Linked DNA regions of Sus scrofa: region 1 is linked to region 2. Evidence: chromatin contacts called from public Hi-C data. All regions are on one chromosome and are shown on one strand. The core of a region is the stretch at or near the end of the contact, and the rest is flanking DNA. Distances in the headings are between cores, read along the strand shown. Region 1 overlaps LOC106504715 (a long non-coding RNA gene). Region 2 has its middle 150 kb from the start of TTC29.

Region 1 (6,565 bases), core at 1,035-3,534, 770 kb after region 2:
TTCCTTTGGCGCTGTAGCCCATAGGCCACAGGGGAACTCTTCAGGAGTCTCTGCAGGCCACCTTGCTTCTCCCCAGAGCCGGCAAAGCCACTTTTAAAGTCCCCCTTCCCCGATCCCTGCAGAAAATAGCAAGAGGTCTGCAGTGCAAAGAGAGAAGACTTCTGAAGATCGCTGTCTGCTCCAATGGGACTGCACAGACCCTGCCAAGGTCAACAGAAGGAACAGCCCCCTGGAAGCGTGGACGGACGCCTGCCTGCCTGCCTGGAGCAGGCTGTGGTCTTGGGCAACTGTCCTACCCTGATCATCCCAGGATGCCTGGAGGGAGGAGCACCCCCTGCCACCCTGCCCAGACCGACAAGGGCTCTGACTACCTGAAAGATTCCCTTGTGGACAAAGGAAGTGGCTGCCTTTGTGCTTCCCCATTTTCTTCTCTAGCCATTCTTCAGGAAGAATTGGGGAATGGTCCCAAGTGAACTCAAAGGCTTACCTTGACTTTTGGAGAGCCGGTTTTTTTTTTTTTTTTTTTTTTTTTTTTTCCTTTTTTTTTCTGAGGAAGCACAAGAAACAGCAGCAGATCACACCTAGCGCAGGGGGCCAGGTGTATGGCGGATGCTCAGTAAGAGATTCCCGGAAGAATGTAAACTGCCTCTGTCCCAGGCTCTGTCCCACTGCTGTGTGTCTTTGCCCCTTTCTGAGTTTGGTTTCCTTCTGTGAAATAGGGATGATGATGGTAACACCCCCTCACGGAGCTCATTCCAGGATGAAATGAAGTCACTCACATGAGTGAATTAATGTCAACTTTAAAAGGTGACACACAGCAGTGGGACAGAGCCCGGGATAGAAGTAGTTTATGTTCAAGGATGGGAGAGTTGAGTGCTAGGTATCAGCTATGCTCCAGAATCAAGGCGTTAGTGGCTAAAAATCAGTTCTCATTTGTTCATTGACACTCTTCTATTCGTTGAATACAAAATCTAACTTTAAGAATAATCTCCTCCCTTGCCCCGCCAATGGAACTCAATGGAGCTATTTTCTTTTGTGGTAGAAAAAAAAGTTTTTTCTTCTACAAATTGGGCTGTATGCAGAATAAGGGCCGCCCCCCCCCCCCCCCCCCGCAACCCTGGCTGCACAAAATGTGCACAGCACTCTTCCAGCAAGCACCGAGGCTTGCTCTTATTTACACTTATTTACATATCGAGCCAGATCTCCATGGCTGCCTGCCCGGAAGCCCTATTTTTAATTGTTTGGCGCCCCAGCCACCCTTCTGACCCTTTCTGGCACTTTTCTGAGGATTTCCGGCCACTGCTAGCTTGCAAGGGAAGGCCCCCAACCAAACCGTAAGCCTCCAAGTTCAGCATCTCTAAGCCCTTTTCCAAGAGGAATCTCCAGGCAGGTGGGGCTGCGCGCCCCCCACCCCATGACGCAGAGGGGATTTGGGCTCAGGCCGGAGGGCCAGCTGCGTTCCACGTGGATAAAAGGACAGAGGACAAGAAAGCAGCTGCCCTGGGCTCTCCAGCTTCCTTCTCTCGCTGCGCTTCTGAAAGAATCAGGAGTAGTTCCCAGTGAAGGCAAAGGGCTTGTCCTGAAATTCAGACCGGTTGGCGGGTTCCCTCCCCCACCCTTCTTCTAAAAAACAGCATTTCCTTGACAGCAATAAAATATGTACTTATAAATATTTTCCAAGAGTGCCCTCTAGTGGGAATCTTAAGGCAGTGGCGCATCTTACAAATGTGACTTGGATCCCAAACTCGTGAATAAAAATAAAGCACATTCCACCGCAACCTTCTTCACACGTGACCTGAAAATAGATCCCGTTTCTTCCACGAGTCCATACAATGTCACATGCCCTTGATTGGAAATGAAGGCTGTCTTAAGTCTTTAGAAGGAAATAGTGCTCCACTTTTAGAACTGGAACTTACACACGGTGTTCAGGAACTTTCAGTGCAGGGAAGTGTGTGGAACGGGACAATGGGTGACATCCATGCGTTGTATTCCTGGGCTGCGCCGGAGTTGCTGGCCGACTGCTTTTATTTGGGCTGCGGAGGGAGCCAAGGCTGCAATAGCGTCCAGCCCCAGAGGCCACACACACTGCTGGGTTTTCACCTTGGAGGATGTGGGACAATGAGTCATTTGTGCCTCTTCCTGGTTCTTCCTGGCCAAGGTCAGCTTTCCCACTGGAACCAAGCAGGCTGGCACAGAGCCCGCGCCGTCTGGAGCCTTCCCCTGGTGCCAAGCCCAGGAGAGGGTGTGGCCCCCTCCCCCACGCCTCAGAGGGCCCCAGTTCAGGCTCCTTCCGAGGCAGCCCTTGTCCGGGTCCTGAAACCTCATTCACGCTGCTCACTTCAGCATGAAGGGCCTCCTGGCGGAGGCCTGAGGAAATCACCAGCCCTAAAGAAAGGTTCCCAGGCAGAATTCTCTGAGGAGGAAACTCCAAGGGCTTCTGGCGGTGCTCACCCCTTCTGCTGAGCTGTCCAGAGACAATTCATTTTTCTGTTTGGATTGATTCCAGTTCATCGTGCAATCACTGCTACTATGAGTCCTCGTAAAATAGCTGCCATTTCTTCCTTTCTCCACTGGATACACATATGTTGAGCACCTACTGTGTACCAGACACGGTTCTAGACTTTGAACACCAAGACAAAGTCCTGACAGCATAGAAATGACAGTCTAATTTGGAGAAAGAGGATACACAAGCAAATATAGCAAGTTGAGGCCATGAATGAAACCAAGAGGGTATAATGGGATATATAGGGGATCCTGAGATGAAGCATCTGGGCAGACTGCTCTGAGAAGTTTACCTTAAGCATCTAGTATGTGCCAGCTATTTACTGTGTTAGAGGTTAAGGATACAAAGACAAACAGAAAATGCTGTCTGTACCTTCAAAGAGCTCAGAGCCCAATGGTGAAATAATACTTCCATAGGATTCAAACAACACCATCTCACAATAGCCCTAAGATCTATGCCTCACAATAAACCTGCCCAGTAAATTATATCATCTGCCTTTTATAGATGTTAAAACTGAGTTTAAGAGATATCAGTAGCACTGTCGAGGTTTGAATTAAGGCTTGTCTTATTTCCAGATTTTTTTTTCCTATGCCGTCTTTCTCGGTGGAAATGGGGAGATAAAAAATGAGATCCCAACCCAGCTCAAAGATTTGACACAGGCAGGCACACTGCGCTGTCCGAAGTGGGTTAACACTACGCTGCTAAAGTAGAGGAAGGACCGAGACCAACACTGGTTCTACCCACTATCAAACATGTGGCTCCTGCAGCTCTAGACAGTGGTACCCAAGCCTGGCAATAGATGACAGACTCCCTGGGCCTGTAGAGATGCTGATGAAATGCTCCTCCGCCAGACTAACTCAGATGCTCCAAGTCCACACCCAGGGCTCCTCCTTGGCTCCCCTTCTCAAGGCTCCTCTCAGCCAGCAGCCAGGGAGACAGGGTCGCCTGACTCTGGGAAAAGGTGACCCAACACTTCTGCCAAAGTCATTACTGCCGGACCCTGAGCAAGAACAGGAAGGAAGAAAACACCGCTGGAAGTGACCCCTGACTATTCCTCAGCTGCTGGTGGAGAGAGATAACAGCCCGTAGTGGGCTGCATGCAGCTGAAAGTGTTAGGGTTCAAGCCTCTTCTCTGTGAGCCATGCTGTCACACCAGCACTTCTGGAGGGAACGGAGGAAGTCAACTGGACCACAGCCCTGGGTGATTTGGGGTCAACTAAATAGCCTAGATCCAGAGGACAGCCACAACTGTCTTGACACTCGGGAGCGACTGAGCGGGTGCTGCGTGTTTGCTTGTGCTGGGACAGCAAGGGACAAACGTGTGTGTGACCACAGGGTTCTTGTGGGGGCTGGGAGGTAACTCCCCTCTATACATGCCCTGTGTGGCCTAATTTTTTTTAAATTTGTATTGAAATACAGTTGATTTACAGTGCCGTGTTAGTTTCTGGTATACAGCAAAGTGATACAAATACATATATAAATGTATGTATTCTTTTTTAGAGTCTTTTCCATTCTAGGTTATTACAAGATGTTGAGTAGAGTTCCCTGCATGGCCTCACCATATACAGATTTGTTTCTATTATAGAAATGCCTTGTTTCACACACTCTCCTTTCCTGTAATAAATCTGTATTCAATTTCTACCATGTACCAGGCACTGTGCTAGATGCCAGGGGATAGAGCAGAAAACAAACACACAAGAGGGCCCCTGGCTTTACAGTTTATATTCATCGGAATCTAAAGCAGTGGTTCTTAGCCTGGCAGCATGTTGGCGTCACCTAGAAAGCTTCATGGAATATGGACGTGGGCTCCACTCCTAAGAAGTCTGGTTTAACTGGACTGGGCTCCTGCTATCAGTGTTCGTGTCCGAAGGATATGGGAGGGTCTCTGGGGTCTGCAAGTGTCTAGTCCTCCCAGTTGTGCAGTGACCCCCCTTCCCTCTTGGGTTACGTGTTCAAGCCAGACATCCCCCAAGTGCCAGGATGTGGGAGGGAAGCACTCACTGTGTGCTCTGCTTCTATTTTTTCATTTCCCACATCATCTTTTTTTTTTTTTTTCAGCCAAGTTCTCGGGCCAGGGATCGAATGTTGTCCACAGCAGCCTCCCAAGCCACACCGATCCTCAATGCGCTGCCCCCCAAGAAAACTCCCAGGAGGCTTTTCTTCTGAACATAGAACCTTGCCAGTTCAGGTCCTGAAATCTGGATTCAGAGATGCCAGCCTTCGCTGTCTATCACCCTGGGCCACTGCCTCTGACTTTTCCCCTGCTCGCTGGCTTCGTTTTTGCTGCTTGAGTTCAAGCCCTTTCTGTCTGCACCGCTAAGATCCAGGAGGCTTCTCAGTTTGCTATGTGGCTCTGCTAGATGGCAACGACCTGTGCGGGGGACAGAAGGACCTTTCCCCTCCTTATCCAGACTCGTGCAGTATCCCTCTTGTCTCCATCCTCCTCAGCATCTCCCCAACCCAAGATATGTCCCTCTCTCCTGCCCCAGCATCTCTGAACACCTCTGTCGTGGGGGTAGAAGGTCCCAGAAGAGCCAGAAGGAGAGGCAGCACCTGAGGGTGGCAACTGGATGCTGTAAAACTCTCACCATCTTCCCCCTGCCTGATGGACGTCAGATCTGGAGGCAGCCCATCCACAAACATCAAAGAGAAAGAACAAAAATATATGTTGTTTGTATGTTGGTTTGTTTAATATCAAGAAGAGTTGATTTTCAAGCCCAGAGGGACTGAGCATGAGAGACTCAGCTTAATCAGAGGGCTCGGGCTTACATCATGCCCTGCAAATAATAATAATAATAATCATAACATAATAGTACTAATGCCTGTGTTACACTCGGAGCTTGAAATGATCAGTGACATTTCCCCTGATGAGGTTAAACAGCCGGGCTCTCTGGGCTTCGCATTTGCATAATAAAGTTCAGAAGTCACTGCCTTCTACATCTCTCTTAGCAGAAGCCTCCTGTTCTAGAGTCGGGGACTCCACATCCTCATGTGCTTCCATATGTGGTCCTGGGCCGTGATGCTAATCTTTGACTTGCATGTGAAATGTCAGCTTTTTTGCTTTTTTTTTTTCCCCGGTCTGCGAGAACAACAAATTATGTTTCTAAATGAGAAGATACCGTCTGTAATGGATAATACAATCTGAAAATGCAGAGGCAACATCTGTGACCTGTGGGGCGAACCTGGCAAGCTGTAGTCTATTTTTCTACCCTCTCAGTTGATGGGAAAACATCACTTTAGATAGAATAATTAATCATTAGTCAAAGTGGATATGGCCATTGGTTCCTCGCCTCTCAGACATCCCTGCCTTGCCTGGCGTAAATCAGGGAAATACATTCTTTAATATCCAATGGAATGTATTTCCAGGCAGCCTCTTTCCTCTATGAAGTCACCAAACACTTGGCAGAGACTGTCTGTCACCAGCTGATGGGGGAAGATGTTCCCAAGGTGCTATTTGAGGGAAGGAAAATGCAGAGCCCAGGGGAAGGGACACGGTGAGTTCAAGATGGCGCCATGAGTGGTGGCTCTTAGCTGAGTAGTGGCCAGTGTCGGGCCAGCACCATTCCTCATCCACGCTCATTGGCCCCTTTCCCCATCACTGTGTCCTCAGTCCTCCGTCCACCGCCAAGGCCCTGTCCCAGCGAGCAGGGCATGCCTTGGCCTGGTCCATCTTGGTGGCCAGTCCCCCAAATCTTGACATCCTTCTGGTTCTTTGATAACGATCAACTAATCATTTTGGGCCATTTTCTTTGCTTGATTCCAGGCTCTCTCTGGGTCCCTTGAAATATTTATAGCACCCAACATACTCCAAGAAAATAAAGGATCTGCCAAGTGTGGAAAGAAAAGAGGGTTGGAAGTCGGAATGGGAGGCAGGAATCCAAGGCACCTGGTCAGCCCAGACAAGTGTTTAGATTTTATTCTGAGTGAGATGGAAAGCCACTAGGGAATGTAGAGACAGCGGACCACAGATTTCTGTTTTAAGAGCAAATAACAAAAACCAAAAAGCATTTGCCAGGAGTTGCTGCTGTCAAGTAATGGGATTGTCAGCATCTTGGGAGTACT
Region 2 (6,919 bases), core at 2,301-4,800:
TAGATATACGTGTGTGTGTGTGTGTGTGTATTCATATATGTATATATAAAATGTGTGTATATATTCATATTCTTTTCCATTATGGTTTATCACAGGATATCGAATACATTTCCCTATGCTATATGGTAGAATCTTGTTGTTTATCCATCCTCTTTGTAGCAGTTTGCGCCTACTAATCCCAAACTCCCTAGTCATCCCTCCCCCCTTCCCTCCCTCTTGGGTTGGTTCTCTGTTTGTGAATCTGTTTCTGTTTCACAGATAAGTTCATTCATGTCAGATTTTAGATTCCACATGTGATATATCGTATTTGTCTCTTTCTGATTTATTTCACTTAGTGTGATAGTCTCTAGGTCCATCCCTGTTTCTAAAAATGGCATTATTTCATTCTTTTTATGGCTGAGTAATATTCGCATAGACCCATCACATCTTCTCTATCCATCCATCCATTGATGGACATTTAGGTCGCTTCCATGTCTTGGCTACTGTAAATAGTGCTGCAGTGAACATAAGGGGGCATGTATCTTTTCAAATTAGAGTTTTGTTTGTATATATGCCCAGGAGTGGGATTGTTGGATTGTATGGCAACTATATTTTTTGGGTTTTGAGGAACCTCCAAACTGTTTTCCATAGTGGCTTCCCCAATTTACATTCAAGGGGTATTTTTATTTATGGTACCAGACTAAGTTGGTTAAAGATTTTTCTCCCATGATCCAGCAGGTAGAGGTCTATGAGAAAGAAAGACCCAATTATAAGGGGATGCGGAAATCTATATTTTCTTTATATATGATTACAGTGTGAATACATCTGTAGTCCTTCTATGCTATTATTAACCAGGTGTTTTTACCCCAGAATCTAGACATTACACAGAGAGCTGTTTTGGTGGAAGATGGCTCAGACTCACATATCATAGCTGCTTGATTACAATATTGAATGTGACTCATGTTTGGCCCAGAATTTATGTTATTAACAAACACAGCTCAGTAACTGACATTGGAAAATTAAGAGACCTGCAATTTTTGTGCAAAAACCTGGTGTCAATTCTTAAAGGTAACTTTGAGGCAGGTTAAGCTTGAATCCTATAAAAAACTTTAAAACTTTCTTCTTTTAGTATGGTCAAATGATATTTGGTAATTTGATACTACTTTTTTTTTTTTTTTTTTTTGTCTTTTTGCCATTTCTTGGGCTGCTCCCGCGGTATATGGAGGTTCCCATGCTAGGGGTCGAATTAGAGCTGTAGCTGCCAGCCCACACCAGAGCCACAGCAACGCCAGATCTGAGCCATGTCTGTGACCCACACCACAGCTCACGGTAACGCCAGATCCTTAACCCACTGAGCAGGGCCAGGGATTGAACCTGCATCCTCATGGTTCCTAGTCAGATTCGTTAACCACTGAGCCATGATGGGAACTCCAATTTGATACTACTTTTATACAACACTTTTTAAAAAGTCACTAGCCAATTTAATCATCATTTCATCTCATTAAGCTTTTTGAGAAAACATCTTGTGATGTCTCCATCTCTAATCAGGGTCAAGGGTCAAGCAGCCCTAAAAATTAAAGGCGATGGAAGATTACAGAACCTAAGCAGTATTCTCATTATTATCATTTCACTGTAGCCAAAAAAAAAAAAAAAAAAAAAATCTAATGCCAGCATTTTGCAGTTTTCACACATCTTCTCCGTTTCTGGATGTCACAGCCCCAAATGGGGAGTCCAGAAGAGACAGTGTTTCCTCTAAAGTGGTCACAACCTCAGAGTCCCTCCCCGGTTCCCCTCAGCCCTCAGGACACCTCTGTGTGAGTCTGCATGACAGTGGCCCTGGCTGGGCTCCCAGAGCTCTATTCTTTTTCCTTTCTTTTTGATTTTTTTAAGTATAGTTGATTTATGATGTTGTGACATTTTCTGCTGTATAGCAAAGTGACCCAGTCATACATATATATACATTCTTTTTCTCATACTGTCTTCCATCATGTTCTGTCCCAAGAGACTGGATATAGCTCCCTGTGCTGTACAGCAGGACCTCATTGCTTATCCATCCTAAATGGAACAGTTTGCATCTACCAAGCCCAAACTCCCCCTCCATCCCTCTGCACCGCCCCCCCACCCTGCCCCGCGCCAGCCCTTGGCAACCACAAGTCTGTTCTCTATGTGCCAGAGTGATATTATTAATAGTGTTTTCTTTCTCAGAAGGGACTGGCTGGGCAATTCTTTGACTCCAGGGGATTTTTTTCCCCTCTTGCCAAATCATTTGATTTCTGCCGGTGCATGCCCTCCTTGCCTCTTCCTGGCAAGCTTCAGGGCTGATTTCCAATCCCCGCCCAGGCACCCTCTTCCAGGGTCATGTGAGTTCATGGAGTTTATTTTTCTCATCACAATTTTTTTGGCTACAGTTATTCTACATGGCTCTTTAATTGCCACCGAAAATATACAGTTGTTTTATATATATATATATATATATATATATATATATGGAAAATTGTAAATTTCAGTAAAATGTAATGACTACAAAAGGTTCGTTGCAAAACAAAGTTTTAAAAAAGAGCAAAACTCCACGTCCTAAATTCTGAGTGGACTACATGGTCCAAATTAGGTAGCAGTTAGGCATAGATTAATGTTCATTTATATTACCATACAAACACAGACAAGAATGCAATGACAACATAACACTTGGAAGGAAATACAACAAAATGTTTATAGGAATGGACCTCTATGTTGTGAAATTGCCAACGATTTCGTTGTCCTTCTAATTTTCTTCACTTTCAAAATTTTTCTATAATAGGCATCCATAAGTTTTATAATAAGAAAAACGCTTTTAAAACCACCAGCTCTTTTTTATTTCCTTATTCATGCTAGCTAGAATTTACAGTTTTCTAAAATGACAGTAGATGTGTGTGTGTGCTGTTCCTGGGGGGGTGGAGGGCAGAATATAGGAAGAGGGAAGTTGGAAAGAACAGCGTTTTCATAAGGAATCAGTTTATGCTATTGTCTTAGCCCCAAAGGAGTTTACTTGAATTGCCCCCAAGCCTTTCATTTGCAAACGTGGGTTATAAGCTATAATGAACATTGGCTGGATTTTGACGCTGCAGAAGGCATTCTGCCTTCTTAAGGACAGATATTAATTTTTCTCCAGAGATTACCTTCTATCTGGACTAGTTCCACTGTCATCTGGGGTCCCACACTTCTCTGAACTGGGAGTAGGTACACAGACCCAAGTATAGCTCCTTCTCCATAAATCTGAATTTTGAACAGGGGAACAAAAGGACTAAGGCCTTGGCTGGAACTCCAGCAGGTGCTGGCAGGTCCTTGTCATGCCTGCTCCCTTGTCTGGGACCTGACTTGAATAAATTCCCTTCTGCTTAAAGCTGTTTCTTTTGCTTGTAAAGCACCTGTGCTGTCGGTGGTTTCACAGCTGGCCTGGAGCTGCTCTTAGTTCCATAGACGCCTGGACATTTGACTTTGACTCTTGGCCAATTGAAGGTCAGTGGGCTAACCACCCAACCAGCTAATGATTTATGAGGCATGGTTTGCAGTCTGACACTCCCCTGGTGAAGCCCAGCCCTGGATTGTTTGTTTATGGTGGTGTAACCATTCAGTCTGGCTTGGTTAAGGTGACCAGGGTGCATAAGACTCTGGGAACTGCCTGGAGGACTTGGGGAACCTGAGATTCAGAGCACAGATCTTAGTAGTTTAATCTGGACATGCGGCAGCTTCTTCTAAAAATAAGAATCCTGTAGCCCTTCGCCTAGAAGCCTCTCGGATTCTCAGTGCTCGAGTGTACTCTATTTCTCTTGCTGAACCAATGGCTTTGGCATTATTTTAAGCCTTATGAGAGGGTGCTCTGTGAGGTCTTCCAAGTCCTTTAGCCTAGCTTAAACTGAGTAATCTTTTCTTTCTTTCTTTTTTTCCTTTTACAGCTGCACTCACGGCATGTGGAAGTTCCCAGCTTAGGGGTCGAATCGGAGCTACAGCAGCTGGCCTATGCCACAGCCACAACAATGCAGGATCCAAGCCACATCTATGACCTATACCACAGCTCATGGCAATGCTGGATATTTAACCCACAGAGCAAGGCCAGGGCTCGAATCCACATCCTCACAGAGACTATGTGGGGTTCGTAACCCACCAAGCCACAGTGGGAACTCCCTAAGATGAGTAATCTTTATGGGACCCTCACCGGTCCCATTGTTGTACAGCATAAATTATCACAGCCTTGTCAGTTAACTATATTTTAATAAAACCTTAAAAAAAAGTTTTAAAAAAGAAGTTGGGAGATAAATGTGGACAAATGTGGACCCTTCTCTGCATGTGATGTAACTCTCTCCTGTCCCTGGAGTGATGTCACCACCACGGTTTAATGGCAGAGGGCGTGAGCACGGTTGGTCACGTTTCTTGGCCACTTCATCTTGATCTTGCCTCCTCCACATAATTCCTTTCTCTGGTTGCACCCTTTGGGCTTCTATGCCATGCCACAGTAGCTTGATGGATCTTAAACTAAGATCTGGTGGGGTTTTTGAGATTTAGTGATCTGTGTGTTCCCAAAATGCTATTTCTGCACTGTGGTCAAGCTGTAGACTAGTTCTGGTCCGCAAAGAATTACAGGATTGACAAGCCCATATGCCTCTGATTTAGAAAGAATCTGTGCCTCCATGCCTCTTATTTAGAATCACAGTTACTTTTTGCATCTTTTAAAATCTCCCCTCCTGTCTGAGAGCATCTTGATTTTGGAGACTTGCCATTCATCTTCCCATCCCCAACACCATCAAGCAAATGCCCTGCACGTAGTAGGTGCACAATAAGCATTTATAGAATAAACCTATGTGTATCTGTGTCTATATATTTGTTGGACAAACTACCAAGAGCACCCCCCCTTTGTTCTTCCTTCTGTTCTATTGTCATGATTTTGAGAGAGACTAAAAGGAAGTACAGCAAATTGATGCAGGAAAGGAATCTTTTTAAAATTTTTTTTGTCTTTTTGTCTTTTTAGGGCCACACCCACAGCATATGGAGGTTCCCAGGCCAGGGGTCTAATCAGAGCTGTAGCCGCCGGCCTCCACCACAGCCATAGCAACGCCAGATCTGAGCCTCGTCTGCGACCTACAGCACAGCTCATGGCAACGCTGGATCCTTAACCCACTGATCGAGGCCAGGGATTGAACCCACAACCTCATGGTTCCTAGTCAGATTCATTTCTGCTGTGCCATGACGGGAACTCCCAGGGCAGGAATTTTAAAAGGCAGCATCTAGTATTTGGAGTAGGATGATTTTTGATCATGCACATCATTTGCTGGCTATGAGTCCTGGGCCCGACACAGCCTAATCTCTTTTCTAGTCTATCCCGTAGAGCACTGAGAGACAAGGACCAGCATTCTTGAGGAGCCAGATGACTCTAGATCCCCTGAAGCCTCTGTATTAGCCCATAGAAAAATTCCTTGTGTTCCATATCATTTTACTTGCCCTTTGTTGATTCGAATTCTTGAAAAGGGCTGCAGTTCCGCAGAGCGAGGCATTTTTGTACAGCAGCCAGATGTATGGATTCTGGAGACAGACTTGGAGGAATCAACTTACATTTCCATGGGGAGTTCCCTGGTGGTCAGTAGATTAAGGATCCAGCATTGTCACTGCTGTGGCTCTGGTTACAGCTGGGGTGCAGTTTCCATCCCTGGCCTGGAAGCTTCTGCATGCTGCAGGTGCTGCAAAAAAAAAAAAAAAAAAAAAAAAAATTACATTCCTACGATTACTGGTCCTAGCCTTGGACAGGTCATTCAACCATGCTAGGCTTTAACTTCCTCCTTTGTCAAATGAGGGTAATAAAAGCATTAACCTTTTAGGTAGTTACGAGGATTGAATGAGTTAATTTATCTAAAGAGTGAAGATTAGTACCAGACACATAGTAACCCCCTTTTCTTTCATGTAATTATTCAAAAAACTCCATACTGAAGGCCTCACCAGCCAGGAATTTGCAATGCTCCAGAAGCCTGCTCATAACTGCTGTACGCCTTTCTCTGGGTTATTCTTATATGCATTCTCTCTGGGCAGGTTTTCAGGTGCAAACACATGTTGGAATTTGCGGGGGTGGTTGGGGAGACTGTCCCATTCCTCTTGGGTGGGCACTTTTCATTTTCAGGGCATTGGATAGCAAATACAGAGGCTTAAAGCGATTAAGGAGAAGGACCTCTTGAGTAAGAGTGCCTTTGATTCAGGTGAAGATGGAAGTGTGTCTCCTTAAATGAAAAGGATAAGAAAGAGTTAAGTGTCAGACACAAACCCGGTCTCCCTCTCAGAAGCTCATTTGTGAGTTTTGCTACAGGACAGTCCCAGCTGGCCCTCCCCGGGGGACCCCGTCTCAGTGCATAAAGCTGGCTGTTTCACAGCTCCGTGAAAGACAGCATCACACCCTTCACCTTTAAAAGGCCTGGATGATGGCTGCCCACACACTAATCTTGTTATCCTTGGAAATCAAAACCTTAAGTTAGAGCAACGTGAAATGGAAGAACTATCATGACTCATTGAGATCACTGAGACCAAACCAAAGATTTAAAATAATTAAAGTTGCTGAATAACATGTCTTTTCTTCGATGGATGCCTTTTCCTTCCTCTCTCATCCTCCCCGTGCTAACTTCTCGGGACAACTCTATGCGCGTAGGTGGTCACAAAACCTCTCTTGTCCAAATGGGGCGGGGGCGACCAGCTCCATCACCTGATGGGATGCTGGGAGTATGGGAGGGTCTCTAGAGGAAACACCTCGCGAAGCAGTGTATCTCCCTCCACTAGGATGTCAGAGGTGGGTTGTGGCTGTGGAATCTCCCTTTTAAAGGGTTTACATGTTGGGCACCCTAAGCGATTAGAGAAGTCAGTACACCTGCTACCGTTGTGAAGGATAGCATCACTGATCCTTGAGAGACCTCTGGTATTGAAATCCACC

Evidence for each region. Hi-C and Micro-C count contacts between places; a contact is called where the count stands out from the background.
Region 1: a contact with region 2 is called in a Hi-C map of skeletal muscle, with 3 times the contacts expected there. The contact joins two enhancer-like sites. A contact is called at or near these places in 13 of 47 Hi-C or Micro-C datasets (alveolar macrophages, embryonic fibroblasts, epiblast stem cells and 7 more).

Annotation. Positions count from the first base shown.
Region 1 is chr8:82,368,182-82,374,746 of Sscrofa11.1, forward strand. It overlaps LOC106504715 (a long non-coding RNA gene), which reads left to right. Exons shown (of 2, transcript XR_001298398.2): 2 at 4,562-5,431. LOC106504714 (a long non-coding RNA gene) reads right to left here. Exons shown (of 2, transcript XR_001298397.2): 2 at 508-6,327. Among named protein-coding and RNA genes, the nearest start is that of LSM6, 57 kb to the right of the region's middle. Within about 2 kb of position 2,285, at least 61 of the 83 cell types and tissues checked have an H3K27ac peak or open chromatin away from gene starts, as enhancers often do. A contact at or near this core is called in omental adipose tissue and skeletal muscle, where this site is marked.
Region 2 is chr8:81,592,886-81,599,804 of Sscrofa11.1, forward strand. No RefSeq gene overlaps it. Among named protein-coding and RNA genes, the nearest start is that of TTC29, 150 kb to the right of the region's middle. Within about 2 kb of position 3,551, at least 7 of the 83 cell types and tissues checked have an H3K27ac peak or open chromatin away from gene starts, as enhancers often do. A contact at or near this core is called in omental adipose tissue and skeletal muscle, where this site is marked.